Linked DNA regions of Mus musculus: region 2 is linked to region 1. Evidence: chromatin contacts called from public promoter capture Hi-C data. All regions are on one chromosome and are shown on one strand. Each heading gives the region's core, a stretch centred on a gene start, on an enhancer-like site or on the middle of the called end of the contact. The rest is flanking DNA. Distances are from core to core; before and after follow the strand shown. Region 1 holds the start of Polr2k (polymerase (RNA) II (DNA directed) polypeptide K). Region 2 holds the start of Atp6v1c1 (ATPase, H+ transporting, lysosomal V1 subunit C1).

Region 1 (7,742 bases), core at 2,792-5,291:
TTTATTCTTACAGAGCTCTTCAACAGCAAAGTATTTCAAGCTGTGCCTGGTAGTGTAGGCCTGCACTCCTAATTACCCAGGAGGAAGGAGGATTTGCAGAGTCCAGAAAACTTAGTAAGACACAGAGTAAAGCAACAGAGGGGAGCACCTTGGAGGAGCGCTGGCTGTTCTAGTAGTCACTCTTAGCCTCTACGTAGCTACGTAGCCAGAGACAACCTTGAACCCCTTCTATATCCTCCGGCCTCTACCTCCCAAGCAGTGGGATTTCAGACAGGTTTCACTACACCCAATGCCCAGAACTATGTGGTCTGAGGGATGTGTGCACCTACGTAAGTGAGGAAACTTATTCTACCAAAGTCTGTGTGGACTGTATGCACACACCCAGAAGGCAGTGTCAGATGCCCTGGAACTGGAGTTCCAGTCTGTTAGGACAGACCCAACATGGATATTCAAACAGAACCAGGGACCTTTGAAAGTACAGCAAGTGCTCTCAACTGCTGAGCCAGTCCTCTGACCAGCTGTCTTAGTCTATTCGCTTCTGATTTTTATCCATTACTTTTGACTATTTACAGTTCTTTTTTGTTGTTGTTTTGGGGTTTTTTTTTTTGTTTTTGTTTTTTTGGTTTTTCGAGATAGGGTTTCTCTGTATAGCCCTGACTGTCCTGGAACTCACTTTGTAGACCAGGCTGGCCTGGAACTCAGAAATCCGCCTGCCTCTGCCTCCCAAGTGCTGGGATTAAAGGCGTGCGTCACCACTGCCTGGCCTGACTTTTTACAGTTCTACAGCTAGCAAGTACTCTGGATAGTTTAGAGTTGTTGACAAAGTGCAGTCGTTTCCAAGGGACTTACTTCTTCAGACCTTTTTCAATGTTCTATTTTAGTTCTTCTTCTCTGTGGGTGTTCTACATGCACATGCCCAAGTCTAGGTCAGAGGACAGACCCATTTCAGGAGTCCATTCCTCTTCCACTACGTGGATCCCAGGGCCTGAAGCAAGTCATCTGGCTTGATGGCTTTCTAACAAGACATTGAATAGAAATGGTTTGAGGAAACACTTTTAATCTTCACTGTGTGACGGATTACAAAAGCAATAAATTAAGCCATATATTGAACCAAAATTTCCTTTATACAAAGTATTAAAATACAATTGTATTTCTAAATGAAATCATAGGCATACAGTTGTTTTCATTAAGTAAACTAAGCCAAATGCTATACATTAAAGAGAAACATCAATGAGGCAAATGTATGAATGAAGATACTTCTGAACTCCCACATTTCATCGAGCATCAAAAACCACCACTGTTGAATTGAGTTAAGGATTTTAAACAGTACTTAAAATTGTATAAGACTAAGGCTTCCAAGTCACCCCCTGCACCACGCTTGCAATTGGATAGAAAATGAACAAAAGAATGAAGTTCACTATGACCACCAGAGATTATCTAAAAAAATAAAGTGCACTACTTCCATTTTCAGTAGCTCACTTTTTTGGATACAAGATAAATAACATAAATTACTAATGTAACATATAATAATATAAAGAATAAATAAGCAAAAATATTTTTAAAAAACTCACTGAAGCAATTGATGACTTTTTTTTTCCTTTTGGTTTTTCAAGACAGGGTTTCTCTGTATAGCCCTGGCTGTCCTGGAACTCACTTTGTAGAGCAGGCTGACTTTTAAGAGTTTGTGTTGGTTAACATGAAACAGTTTGTAGGCCTCACTATTTTTCATTAAGTTATTAACTTCTTCTATACTTTAGATTGTTCATAACCAACAACAAACAATGACTACTAGTAAAAACAAAGATTTCCTGAGAAGTAAAAAAGACTTACTGAGAGCCCATAATGAATGGTACATGAAAATGCTAATCATGTTTACAAAAAAAAAAAAAAAAAAAAAAAAAAAAGGGAAGAAACACATTGGCAGTACATGCCTTTAATCCTGGTATTTGGAGGTTGGGGGTAGGAAGAGGTAGGCAGATCTCTGAGTTTGAGGCCAGAGTTTTAGGATGGTCAGTGATACCCTAAATAAATGAATAAATTGAAAATGTACTTATTAGGGTTTAAATTTCTTTACTTAGGTTTATTTTATGCATGAGTGCTTTTGCCTGCATGCATATATTGTACCATTTGGGTCCCTAGGGTCAGGGGTCTGTCTATCCAACCACCTGTGACTGTGAGCAATCATGGTTCTAGAAATGGGCCCTTGGATAAACCAGGCAATGCTGTTATCTGCTGATCCGTTTCTCTAGCCCCCATTTGGTTCTTTGAGACTGGGTCTCACTAAGTAGCTCTAGCTGGTCTGGAATACTAAACATAGACCAAGCTGGCCTTGAATTCACCGGGCCCCGCCGCCCAAGTTTTGGGAAAAATAAATCCTATTAAAATAATTAATCTGGGTGTACCTCCTGTGGAGTCTCCACTCTCTCAGCTCTCATTCTTAATAAGTCCACATGCACTCTACTTAAAAAATAGATAATCCAAAAGTTATTACTACTTTTATCGGGTCTTAGTCTTTATCAGTCCAAGTATTAGTCACTTCCTCTGCACATTTAGAACATGTGCTTGAAAGGATACATCTTTTAGTCCTTTTCTTGTACATTATTCTGTATCCACATTCTCTGCATCTGATGGGATCCCTGGACTTTATCTCATTTTCGGTGTGACACTCTGGGAAAGAAAGCACATTTATTCAATGCTTGAAAGAGAAACACTATGGGGGAAGCAAATGATAACTACAGATTTCAACTGGAGCAAACCAAAAGGCACCAAAGCATCCAAGTGCCCGATTATTGCCAAAACAGACCAAGGAGAAAGAAGGGCTGTAGGCAGTACACCTTTTCCAGATAAAAGGAAGAGATCTTAATAAGGGAGGGGGATTTTACATTAACAATCGCTAAAGTGCTCCACGTTATAATTTTACTCATGTAAGAGAGGATTTTTGGGTGGTGGTTGTTTTTTTAAGTAAAGCATTATTTAAATGAATGTCAATTTTACCTCCACAAATATATATCATTGGCTGCTGCTTTGGTGGTTGAACATCTTTCTGAGCGTCCATTGTTAGTGCCTGAAATCAGAGACAAAGACTGAGTATCAGGGTCTTCGCACAAAACATGCCTCTTTTTTTTTTTTCTCAGACGCAATACAAGGTTCTTATTTTCCGGCCTTAGAGAAAAACGCAATAGAATGTTTGCCTAGCATGCAGAGGCCCAAGGATAAATACCCAGTATTACAGATGGGGAAACAAAAAAAAAAAAAAAAAAAAAAAAAGGAAAAGTCGCAATTCTTTATCTATACCTATAGTTCCCCCAAACTGTGGTGTGGGCTGGGTCTTAAGAATAAAACACATTTTCGCCGGGCGGTGGTGGCACACGCCTTTAATCCCAGCACTTGGGAGGCAGAGGCAGACGGATTTCTGAGTTCCAGGCCAGCCTGGTCTACAAATCGAGTTCCAGGACAGCCAGGGCTACACAAAGAAACCCTGTCTCGAAACAAAACAAAACAAAACAAAACAAAACAAAACAAAACCCACAATTTCAATAATAATAAACACCAGGGGGAATGTTTATTACAGTCTTCACGATCCTAGAGTGTATTACTCTTTACACAAGAGTAATACACTAATAGGCTAAGGAGAGGTTTGTTTGCCCAATCTCACTCCTCAAAGGAATTCAGATCTGACCTAGGAGCAATAGCTCCATCAAAGCTTGTCTCGAGACTAACTCCACCGGGGATCTTTATTTACGCGCTTGGTTCTTTGAAAAGACTTTGAGAGTCTTCACTTTGTAACCTAAGCCAGGCTCAAAGTCAAGGCGCTGGTTGAAGGCGGAATTCTCCTACCTCTGCTTCCAAGCGCTCAAATGGCAGGAGTGTGCTACCTCTCCCGGCTGCCCACAAAGATTTTAAAGCCAAGTGTCTCTCCTGGTTTTGCCACAAATTTACTTCCAAAATCATCAGCCGGAGACTCCCTACCTCCACAGCTGGAAGAAGCGTCCCTTCTCTGAGCACGCAAAAGCTTTTTCCGGCGCTGCCTCGCCAACTTCCGGCGCCGATTTATGACGAAACGAAGCCCCGCCCCCTCTCCCTCGCAGTGCGGGGGGACTGGCGCTTCTGTTTCTGAGGCAGGTTACAGCGTTTTTCTCCTACCTGCTTCCTGTGGGGTTTTGTTTTGTTTTTATTTGCCCTTCTCTCTGGGGTAGCAAAACATCTCCACAGCTCGGCATTCGAAGGTTTGTGCTTGTGTAATGGCAGATACAGGAGGAACCCAAGACAGGCAATGCTGGAGTCTTAACCGACCCGATGCTTAGGCGAACACCAGCAGGCTACCCTACCAATACTTCACGATTTGACACTTCGCACATGGCGGTTTTCAAATTGTTCAATGCCCGTGTGGGTTTTTTGTTTGCTTGTTTGTTTGTTTTCAATTTCCAGTTCTCTCCTAGTTTCCTGTCACCTCTCTTTTTTATGTTGGGGAGTGGAAAGAGAGGGAAAGGGGAAGCCCAGGCTGAGACTGCTCTTAAACCCGTACAATCCTCTGTCTTCGCCGCCTCAATGCTGAGATTAATCGCGCAAATCACAACGCCTGCCATCTCCCTCCCTTTTTGAAGCCAAGGCTTTCTTACGGCAGCTCCATCAATTACTTCGACTAGTTGGTGGCTTTAGCTTTTCTCTTAGTACTCTCCTTCCTGTGTTTGACCAGTTCAGTAGAGTACAGGTGTGTGTTCTCACACATCAAAATTGGAACTCAGTAAAACACATCTGTTGGGTTCAGGACGTTTACATTCAATTATTTCACACCAGTCGTTTATTTTAATAATAGGATGGATAACCTGAAGGGATTCAAGTAAAAACAGTTGTTAACTATTAAAGAGATGGCTTCTCTCCCAGTGGGCACTCTGGTAACTTAGTAAACTACTCTCCATTCTCCATCCATCAAGAAGAACTTTGAGCTTTGTCTTTCATTTCTAGTTCAAACCTTTGATATTCACAGACCATCTTGAGAAATTCCAGTCTTCCTAGATGACAATTAAATTTGTTTTTTTAGAATTGCTGGCTTAATAAGCAGTAATTTATTACTTAAGCAGTAATAAAATGCTTGTTTAGCATGCATGAGCTCACAGTGATAATTTCTTTCAGAAGGAAATCAGAAAAACAGTACTTTCCAGCTTCTTCCTCTACATCCAGACTAACAGCATATTTTGACCAGCAGCCATGTTTCAAAGTACCCCTTCTCCTCAACAAGCAGGAAGAGGAAAACAAGTGTGCACACTAAACATCTGTACAATGACACTAGGTTAAGCCCATGGGTATTGTAAGAGGACTTCATACTGCAAGCAGATTTGAAGATTTACTGTGATTTGAGTTATGTGTGGATGCCAGTTGAGATCAGAAGAGATAGTTGGACCCCCCCTCCCAAACTGGAACTACAGACTGTTATAAGCTGTCATACCTAGATGTTGAAAACTGAACCTGTCCTCTGCAAGAACAGCAAGTGCTCTTAAATGCTGAGCTGCCTCTCAAGCTCTTGCTTTTTGTTTTTTGTTTTTTCTTTTTTTTTTTTTTCCATTTTTTATTAGGTATTTAGCTCATTTACATTTCCAATGCTATACCAAAAGACCCCCTTACCCACCCACCCCCACTCCCCTACCCACCCACTCCCCCCCTTTGGCCCTGGCGTTCCCCTGTACCGGGGCACACAAAGTCTGCGTGTCCAATGGGCCTCTCTTTCCAGTGATGGCCGACTAGGCCATCTTTTGATACATATGCAGCTAGAGTCAAGAGCTCAGGGGTACTGGTTAGTTCATAATGTTGTTCCACCTATAGGGTTGAAGATCCCTTTAGCTCCTTGGGTACTTTCTCTAGCTCCTCCATTGGGAGCCCTGTGATCCATCCATTAGCTGACTGTGAGCATCCACTTCTGTGTTTGCTAGGCCCCGGCATAGTCTCACAAGAGACAGCTACATCTGGGTCCTTTCAGTAAAATCTTGCTAGTGTATGCAATGGTGTCAGCATTTGGAAGCTGATTATGGGGTGGATCCCTGGATATGGCAGTCTCTACATGGTCCATCCTTTCATCTCAGCTCCATACTTTGTTTCTGTAACTCCTTCCATGGGTGTTTTGTTCCCACTTCTAAGGAGGGGCATAGTGTCCACACTTCAGTCTTCATTTTTCTTGAGTTTCATGTGTTTAGGGAATTGTATCTTATATCGTGGGTATCCTAGGTTTTGGGCTAGTATCCACTTATCAGTGAGTACATATTGTGTGAGTTCCTTTGTGATTGTGTTACCTCACTCAGGATGATGCTCTCCAGGTCCATCCATTTGGCTAGGAATTTCATAAATTCATTCTTTTTAATAGCTGAGTAGTACTCCATTGTGTAGATGTACCACATTTTCTGTATCCATTCCTCTGTTGAGGGGCATCTGGGTTCTTTCCAGTTTCTGGCTATTATAAATAAGGCTGCTATGAACATAGTGGAGCATGTGTCCTTCTTACCAGTTGGGGCTTCTTCTGGATATATGCCCAGGAGAGGTATTGCTGGATCCTCCGGTAGTACTATGTCCAATTTTCTGAGGAACCGCCAGACTGATTTCCAGAGTGGTTGTACAAGCCTGCAATCCCACCAACAATGGAGGAGTGTTCCTCTTTCTCCACATCCTCGCCAGCATCTGCTGTCACCTGAATTTTTGATCTTAGCCATTCTGACTGGTGTGAGGTGGAATCTCAGGGTTGTTTTGATTTGCATTTCCCTGATGATTAAGGATGTTGAACATTTTTTCAGGTGCTTCTCTGCCATTCGGTATTCCTCAGGTGAGAATTCTTTGTTCAGTTCTGAGCCCCATTTTTTAAGGGGGTTATTTGATTTTCTGAGGTCCACCTTCTTGAGTTCTTTAAGTCTTACTATGTAGCCTAGGCTAGCCTGGAATTCACAGATCCTCCTGTCTCCAAGTGCTAACAAGTATATACCATTAAGCATAACTTTTTGCTAGATTCTAAATCTGTTCAAGTACCAAACTTTCTAATACAAAACATGTGTGGGGCTGGTGAGATGGCTCAATGGGTAAGAGCACCTGACTGCTCTTCCAGGCTGCTCTTCCGAAGGTCCAGAGTTCAAATCCCAGCAACCACATAGTGGCTCACAACCATCCGTAACAAGATCTGACTCCCTTTTCTGGAGTGTCTGAAGACAGCTACAGTGTACTTACATATAAATAAATAAATCTTAAAAAAAAAAACCAAAACATGTGTGAAGGTTAGAATGGATCATCACATGTAGATCATAAATGTACCCTGGGACTCTACAGGATGGTGATGTAATGCCTAGCCACAGTAAAGAGTCAATATTTCTATAAGAGTTCATGCTGGTGCTAGTGCCCACCCCTTTTCTATTAGCAGTAACTGGAGAATCACCATACGACATACCCCATTATCAAAGATAACATGGAGCTAACTCTGTGAGCATTCACCACATGGCAGAAATCACTGTATCGCTCTCCCAGTGAAGGCTGATGCCATCCTGAGGCCTTTACCCCTTTATAAGATGGTTATGATGAAACAAGTTGCCATTTTTTCTTGAATCTCTGGATTTCTTTTATGCTTGTTGATAATTTCCGAATAGCTTGGATGTCAAAGTCATTGAGGAAAATTCATTATGTTTATTGAAAAGGCCCCCAAAGAAAACTAGACCTCATGGGAATCAAGTAAATTTTAGAATTCTATCATGGGAGCTTGATCCAAGAAAAGG
Region 2 (7,742 bases), core at 2,907-5,406, 2.5 Mb before region 1:
CAAAGTATGTAATAACAGTGCATGCTTATCTGTCTCCGTGAGAAATGCACAGGACTATTTCAAGTACTAGTCAGAATGTGGTGGACGGACATGTCTAAACATGGGAGACTTTTGTCTAAAATAATGTTAGCATTATAGTTCTGAAGCCCTAAACTGGTACAACCTCAATGGTGAAGTTAATAGGCCAGGGGCCGGAGACGGCTCAACAGTTAAGAGCATTTGCTGCTCTTGCAGAGGAACCAGGTTCAGTTCCCAACTCTCCTCTCAGCTCACAACCACCATCCAGTTCCAGGGGATCCAATGCCCTTTTCTGGCTTCCAAAAGTACCAGGCACAAGTGGTATATATAACATACATGCACACAAAACACTCACACACAAAATAAAAATAATTTATTTTAAAAAGTTAATGTGACAGTTAATTGTGTTAACTTAAGTAGCCTCTTTATTCAGTCTGCTTTAATCGCTTAGTAAATGCCCACTCGGTAATATATAGCCCTGGCTGACACTGAACTCAGAGATTCTCGTGCCTTTGTCTCACAAGTACTGAGATTAAAGGTGTGCATCACAAATGGCATCAACCTCTATCTATAAAATGTTCATCCAACATTGTATTTTCAAACGCCCACCACGTTCCTCACTTCAGATGTATGTCTTATCCTGCCATAACAGAAGCACCTCTCCTCCACTGACTACTGGACTCAATTCTCTGAACTCGTGTGTGTGTGTGTGTGTGTGTGTGTGCGTGCGTGTGTGCACACGCGCGCACGCGAGCGCATGTGCGAACAACAAGTGCATTTCCCTGGCTTACAGATGAGAGAGGAGTTCGGTGATGCAGGGCTGTAAATTGATACTTAGGAGGCACAGGTAGAAGGATCGGGAGTCCAAGGCTCACCTTGGTTTAATGCCTTGAACACCATGCTAATGCTGTCTTTAACACTGATAATAGTGGGTGCGTATTGGCACATACCTTTAGTTTCAGCTCTCAGAAGCAGAGTCAGGCAGAACTCTAGAGAGTTTGAGGCCAGCCAGGGCTGTTACACAAAGAAACCTTGTCTCAAGAGGGAAAAAATGTTGATGAAATGGAAATCAAATGCAAATTAATTTGTAGTTAAAATGAAAGAGCTCTACATCCAAATGGTGAAAACAACACAACCTTAGACGGAATACAGTCTGGACAAGGCAAACTATAGCAGACACTTAGTCAAAACTACTGTTATTCCAAGCAAAATCAAGTACAAAGGGGGAAAGGGATTACAGAACTGTGCCCCAGCTCAGGCCGACAGTGTTCCAGGTCAGCAGGATACACAAGTCAAAAGGAAGGCTTACTGCCCACCAAGGGACTGGTGGCCTGCAGAGGCCCTTTGCCAAAGTTCACTGTGGCATGCTGGTCTTGCTCTTGACCAATGGACATTATCCTACAAGTTAGGACAATGATGCAGAATCCTAAGTTTTAGGTTTAAGAAAAACGAAACAAAATAACTAATATAAATAAGAAGGCTAAGATTTATAAACATGCTGAGTGGTGTAGGCCAGCCTGGTCTACAGAATGAGTTCTAGAACAGCCAGGGCCAAACAGAGAAACCCTGTCTCAAAAAAATAAAAAAATGTATAAACATAAAAAAAAAATTATAAGCACGCACATGCCAGCACTCAGAAGCTGAGGCAGGCTGCTTGCTGGATTGGAGGACAACCTCGTATACATAAAGAAACCCTGTCTCAAAAAAAAAAAAAAAGTAAAAAAAGAAATGCACACACACACACACACACACACACAAGTCTTTAATCCCAGCACTCAGGAAGCAGGTGTATAGCTGTGAGTTCAAGGTCAGCCTGGTCTATATAATGAGTTCGAGGATAGCCAGGGACCCTGTCTCCAAAAGTTAAAATTAAAAAAAAATTAAAAAGATGTGTGTGTGTGTGTTGTGTGTGTAAATCCTGCCCTGTTTAAATGCAGACTAAGAGTAGCCCCTAGCTCTCAGCATTCAGGATGCAGAGCACTATTTCTTGAGATCCGATCTGGTACCTGCAAAGTAACCAAAAGACAAAAGGATCCTGTAGTTTTGAGCAGAAAAGCCGAGGCTCCGACTTCAGCACAACGAGACTCACTTGTTGCCAGACTTAACTGCGATTATCACCGTGAGCACTTTAGCTCACCTTAGGGCTCTTTATCTCCTCCAGCTCGACAGCACACAGAAACCCAAAGCACTCTCACAGAGCAGCTCTGGCTGGCCTGCAACTCACTCTACCTGCCAGGGCGGCTCAAACTGTGGAGGACTTGCAGGGCCACACACAGTCTGTCTCCAGCACCTATGATCTTCACTGGATTCCCTGAGCAGTCTGACTCCAGCTCTCCCCACACACAGGCCAGTCTGTCCACATCCCACCACCACACCTTTCTCATTCCAGGTTCTCTGCAAGTTCTGGAAAGGCACGTTCCTCCTCTCACTTCAAGGCCTTGACAAACTCTGTTCCCTCAACCTGGAATGTCCTTTTCACTCCTGCCTGCTCACCCCCTTTTCACACCAACCTCTTCTCAGTCATATCCTCAACAAAGCCTTCTTTGAATCTTCCACAAAAGTCATATTCCTGGGAAACATCTCTGTACTGCTCCATTACTCCTTCGGAGTAGATTTTACACACACACACACACACACACATTTATGTATATGTGTGTATATATATGTATATATGTAGATGTATATATATATGTGTGTGTGTGTGTATACATATATATATAGAGAGAGAGAGAGAGAGAGAGAGGGAGAGAGAGAGAGAGACAAGTGGTCTCACTATTTATTTAGCTTTGGTTGGCTCTGCCTCCTAAGTGCTAGGACTAAAGGTTAGTGCTCTATCACACGCCAAATGCACGACTATTAAAACCTATCTCCTCTGAATCTGTCTGGAAGCTCTGACAGCAGAGTCCCTGTCTGCTTCCTAAACCTTAGCACTCCCATAGTATCAGCCATAGAGCATGCAGTATATGAACAAGTATCACCAGACTTCAAAACTATTTCCCACTTTTCCACAATGCAGCCTACTACAAAAGCCTGGCCTTTGGCACCCCTAAATCATGTCTTCTTCTCTCATCAGGCCCTCAAATAACGAGGCTTTCACTGAGTAAAAAGTTCTCCTCTGTTGCCTCCAATCCCACCGACTTGCCAAGACCCAAACTCAAGTTTTCTTTCCTCCAGGATACTTTTCTCCTCCTTCTGTTTTTACCAGTTCTATACAACCTCATCTTTCCCCTGTGACTTATCTTCCCACCATCAATGTGAACTTTTAGGGCTGGGCTATTCACACCCGACCATTTCATTCCCGGGGCACCACTAAGTACAGAGTAGACAATTTTCCCCCTGATAACATTTTTCCTCTGAAAAGAACACAAGCTTCCCTCTTATGCCTCATAGGTGATTCAATCTGCCTTATAAGAGACTCTGTCCACCAGTTCCTTTTCGGGGATGTTGTTTAACCTCCCCCAACCCCAATCTAGTGAAATGTTTTTAAGCTGCCTGTATTCCTGTTTCATCCACTGCCTACAATGACCCCCGTGTCCTCTGTGACCGCCCCCTGCCTGCAGTGGGCACCCCTTCCGCCCTGAAAACTGTAATCCCTTCTATTCACATACAGGCGTAAACACCCAGTGGAGACTGCACACACACGCCGGTGAACCCTGAGCCTCACCTGAGGCATTCTGTCACTGTCCACCTTCTCACAAGTGACCAGGACTCGCTGGGATTCCCACCCAAGAAGGACCCGAATGTACAACACTTCTCCCTTCTGCCACTGAGTTCCCCGTCTGGGCCCCTTCCCCCTCCTTCTTCTTCCAAAGACACCAACCCTAGGCCCTGAGATGCGGAGAGCCCGCACCCAGGCCGGTTGCAGGTCCGACGCCACAGTCTAGGCCCCCGCGCCGCCCCCATCCTTCCCCGGCGGCCACTGCAGCGTCAGCTCCCCGCAGGGCTATCGCTCACTGACCCGAGGTGTCTCAGGAGGCGGCGGCGGCGACAGGTGCGGAGGCAGGAAGCCTGGTAGACGTTAACCGCTCAGCGCTCCATCCCTCCCGGACCTAAGCTCCGGCCTTTCGGCTTCCTCGACCCCTGCGCCCAGAGCAAGTCACGTGCCAGCCGGAGCAGTCAGCTGACCGCGGCGCACGCCGCTCCGCCTACGCGCGCGCACCACTGCGCGCAATCACGATGCGGCCAGGCCTCCGGAGAAGGCGGGGCTGAGAGAGCGCGCAGAGCGGGCTTCCGGGTGGGCGGAGCTTGCCGCTCCTCCAGATGCACCTGCGGTGGTTGGCCAGCCACCAGAAAATTCCCGCCCACCCTAAAATTACCCACAGGTTTCAGCCATTCAGACTCCCCCAAGCTCCTGCACTGACTTCTGCACTGCAAGTTTTGACAGTCCAGGTTTCGGGGAAATTTTTTCTAATAATCCACTTCAGTAGTTTCATATTTTTCATCCAATCTGGTATCACTTCGTTCCATAAAGTGATAAAGTGTTCAGGTTTAGTTACTCAGCACCAAACATTGTTAATTAGTTTTTTAGAATTAGCTAGTGGAGTGACCCCCTTGCCAGGAACTCCAAACTGTCTGGTTTAGGGGTACCAAAATGGATACAGGAAGTCAAGAAAGGTTTATGGACAGGGAAAAACCATCAGCCTTGGGTTCCAGAAAAATAGATATCAACCTACTCTCACAAACCGTGCACATCTCATTGGTTGAGAAGTTAGGTGGTGCATATCTCAGCATTTTAGGTTGCATAGAGGATTGGGGACTTGTCTATTTTAATCGTTTTTAGATTTACAGCTTAGCAAAGTGAAGCTCCAGAGGTTATGGTTCTGTTTGCACAATGTGTGGGCACTCCTGGCTGTTCTTACTAGCAAGCGGAATAATAGATTTCCATTGTCAACCTGACTGGCTTTAGAATTGCTAGGAGACAAACCTCTTGGAGGGAGTTTCCAGCCAGGTTTAATGTAGGACATTCACCTCGAATATGGGCAGCAGCATCTTGAATGATAGGAACCAACACAGAATGTTTTTTTTTTTTTTTTCGAGGCTTAGAGAGATGGCTCTGAGGTTAAGAACACATACTGCTCTCACAGAGGATCTGAATTCCTTACTGGCACCCACCTGGAGTGCCTTGTGACTCCAGCTACCTCCAGGAGATCCGATTGGCTTCATCTGGCCTCCTGCAGAACCTGTAATCATATGCACTCCCAGGAAGACAAAACACTCATACACATAAATACAAATAAAATTAATCTTTTAAAAATGATAAATAGGATTAGAGAGAGAAGGTTCAACAGGTAATGGGGCACTAACCACCAAGACTGATGGCCTGAATTGTATCCCCAGAACCACAAAGTGTATTCTGCAAGATAGCCTCCCATCTCCACATGCAAGCTGTAGTACCCACAAATAAATAAATGTAATAAAATTGTCAAATAAATAATCTTTTTTTAAAGGAGAAAGCTAAGCATCAACATTCATTGCTCTCTGCTTCCTGACTACCAATACAATGTAACCAGGGCTCTCAGACTCCTGCCTTCAGAGCTACAATTACTCTCACCACCTTGCTGAACTGTGAGCCAAAAGAAACCCTTCTGTATTCATTGCTTTCCTATTGCTGTGATAAAACACATTCCAGTCCATTACCATCACAGCAGGGAAGTGTGGCAGTAGACAGACATAGCAATCATAATAGCTGAGAGCTCACAAATCAAATAACAAGCAGGAAGCAGAAAGCAAAGGAAAAAAACGGTATGAGTCTTTGCCCCTTACAGTGACATACTTCCTCCAGCAAGGCCACAGCCCCTAAATTTCCTCAAACAGTCCCACCAAACAGGGACCAAGTATTCAAATTCCTAAGGCTGTGTAGGATGCCTCGTTCACCAAACCACAGCTTCCTTCCTTGTTTTTGTCGATTATTTTGTAGCAACAAAAAAAAAAAAAAGGCAATACACAAAATTGTTAGCAAGGAACGGGTTCTTCAGTCTAATAAACCTGTTTCTTAAGTCTTTGAAATTGGTTTGCAGGATCTGTGTGTGAGAGTTTGGCGCTGTGGCCTAGAGCAGCTCTGGAATGCTTTATGGATAGTTTAGTGAGTCATAGTGAGTGGGATCCCGAAGACCAGAATGCCCACAGGAATAAAGGAAATCTGGACTCACTAGGTTTTCGATGGGAACAATGATTTAACTGGGAATCAGACTAGAAGTCCTTTGTATCCGATTCTGGAAAAGAACTTGGCTGCATTCTAGCTCTGTCCTGAAATTTTGTTTCAAATTTTAAGGTTCAGGTCAAAGTGATGGACTAAGTTATTTGGCAAGGGATTTCATGACAGTATAACATCCAGCCTGTAGAATGGTTACTGCTTGCTGAATTTAGCTTTGAATCAGGAAGAAGAAATCTATGAAATAAGCAGTTTGATTGAAGGATCTTGAACACACTTAAAACAACAGATAAGGTAGATGGAGAGAAAGCAGGCATTCCATTGATACCTCATTTACAGAAATACAAATTGAAGGAACTCTGGCCAACCCGACCATGGCGACCATGGCGACCAAGGTGAGTGTGACTCTGACAGACCTTGCCCTTATCCCCAATTCCCTCTGCCTTGCTAAAATCTATTAGATTACATTCTTGAAGCCAGCCACTACGGTCTATTTCCTATTTGGCCAATTCCTCCTCCAGAGGCTGACTACCAAGGTCCAGCAGAGCTTCTGAAGTATTGAAATCCAGCAATCAAAAGCCCCCTTTGACTCACCTAGTTAGCATGCCCAATTAAAATTAAACATCTCACCCTAACATGGGGTTTTCCTTTTTGCCTTTATAAACTGCCATTTTCCTATGGGCCACATCTATCTTCTCTCTATCCAGAGGAAGTCTTTTGTGCCCCCATCCTCTGGGACAAATATCCCTTTCCCTTCTCCCTCATCTGCTATCGCCTGCCTTTGTCTCTTATTACCTGCTTTCTCCTAGCACAAATAACTCATCTTTGTGCTAAGAACTTGGTTGCGGGGTGCCCTGAGCTGCTACTGATCACTTCATAAGTACAGTGAAAAGGAGAAAACCCAAGAAGAGTATTGCTGAAGGAGCCTTTCTTCAAAAACAACTGCCTTCAAAAACAAGATGGCTCAGTGTTTAAGAGGATGTTTTGCTCTCGCAGGGGACTAGAGTTCAGTTCGCAGCACCTACAGGCAGCTCACAGCCTCTTCCAGTTTCAGGAGTTTCAGTGACCTCTTCTGGTCTCCTGGGACTTGTTTGTGAGGTATTGTCTTGATTAATGATTGCCGTGGGAGGGCTTAGCCAATGTAGTCAGTGCCACCCGTAGGTAGGTAGTTCTGGATGGTATAAGAAAGCAAACTGAGCAAGCTGTAAAGAGCAAGCCAGCACACAGAGTTCCTCCAAGATCTGTGCTTCAGTTCCTGCCACCAAGTTCTTGCTTGAAAACTTGGCTTTGCTTTCTTCCATGATGGACTGTAGCTGTAAAATGAAATAAGCCATTTCTTCCTCAAGTTGATTGGGGTCAAGTTGGACAAGTAGACAGTGTACTTAATATAAATTATGGAAGCAAATGCCTGTCAAAACATTATTGGCATAGCTGGTTCTTGGTAGGAAGGGATATTAGGATACTCTGATTATCAAGACCTGAACACAGTGAACCTGGGCTTGTAAGGGGAGGAGAGCTGCTTTTCCTTTCTTACAGGGGCTGGGAAGGGCCACAGACTAATACAATGAGTCAA

The links. Promoter capture Hi-C pulls out the DNA fragments that hold promoters and counts their contacts.
Region 2: a contact with region 1 is called in a promoter capture Hi-C map of pre-B cells, with 2.7 times the contacts expected there. The contact joins the promoter of Atp6v1c1 here to the promoter of Polr2k in region 1. A contact is called at or near these places in 2 of 39 promoter capture datasets (liver and pre-B cells).

The regions. Positions count from the first base shown.
Region 1 is chr15:36,170,309-36,178,050 of GRCm38.p6, reverse strand. Polr2k (polymerase (RNA) II (DNA directed) polypeptide K) reads right to left here and starts at 4,041. Exons shown (of 4, transcript NM_023127.3): 1 at 3,970-4,041; 2 at 2,995-3,064; 3 at 2,575-2,667; 4 at 1,039-1,297. The coding sequence starts at 3,055. The coding sequence ends at 1,275. It overlaps Spag1 (sperm associated antigen 1), which reads right to left and starts at 1,297. Exons shown (of 20, transcript NM_001359982.1): 1 at 850-1,297.
Region 2 is chr15:38,658,318-38,666,059 of GRCm38.p6, reverse strand. It overlaps Atp6v1c1 (ATPase, H+ transporting, lysosomal V1 subunit C1), which reads right to left and starts at 4,156. Exons shown (of 13, transcript NM_025494.3): 1 at 3,977-4,156.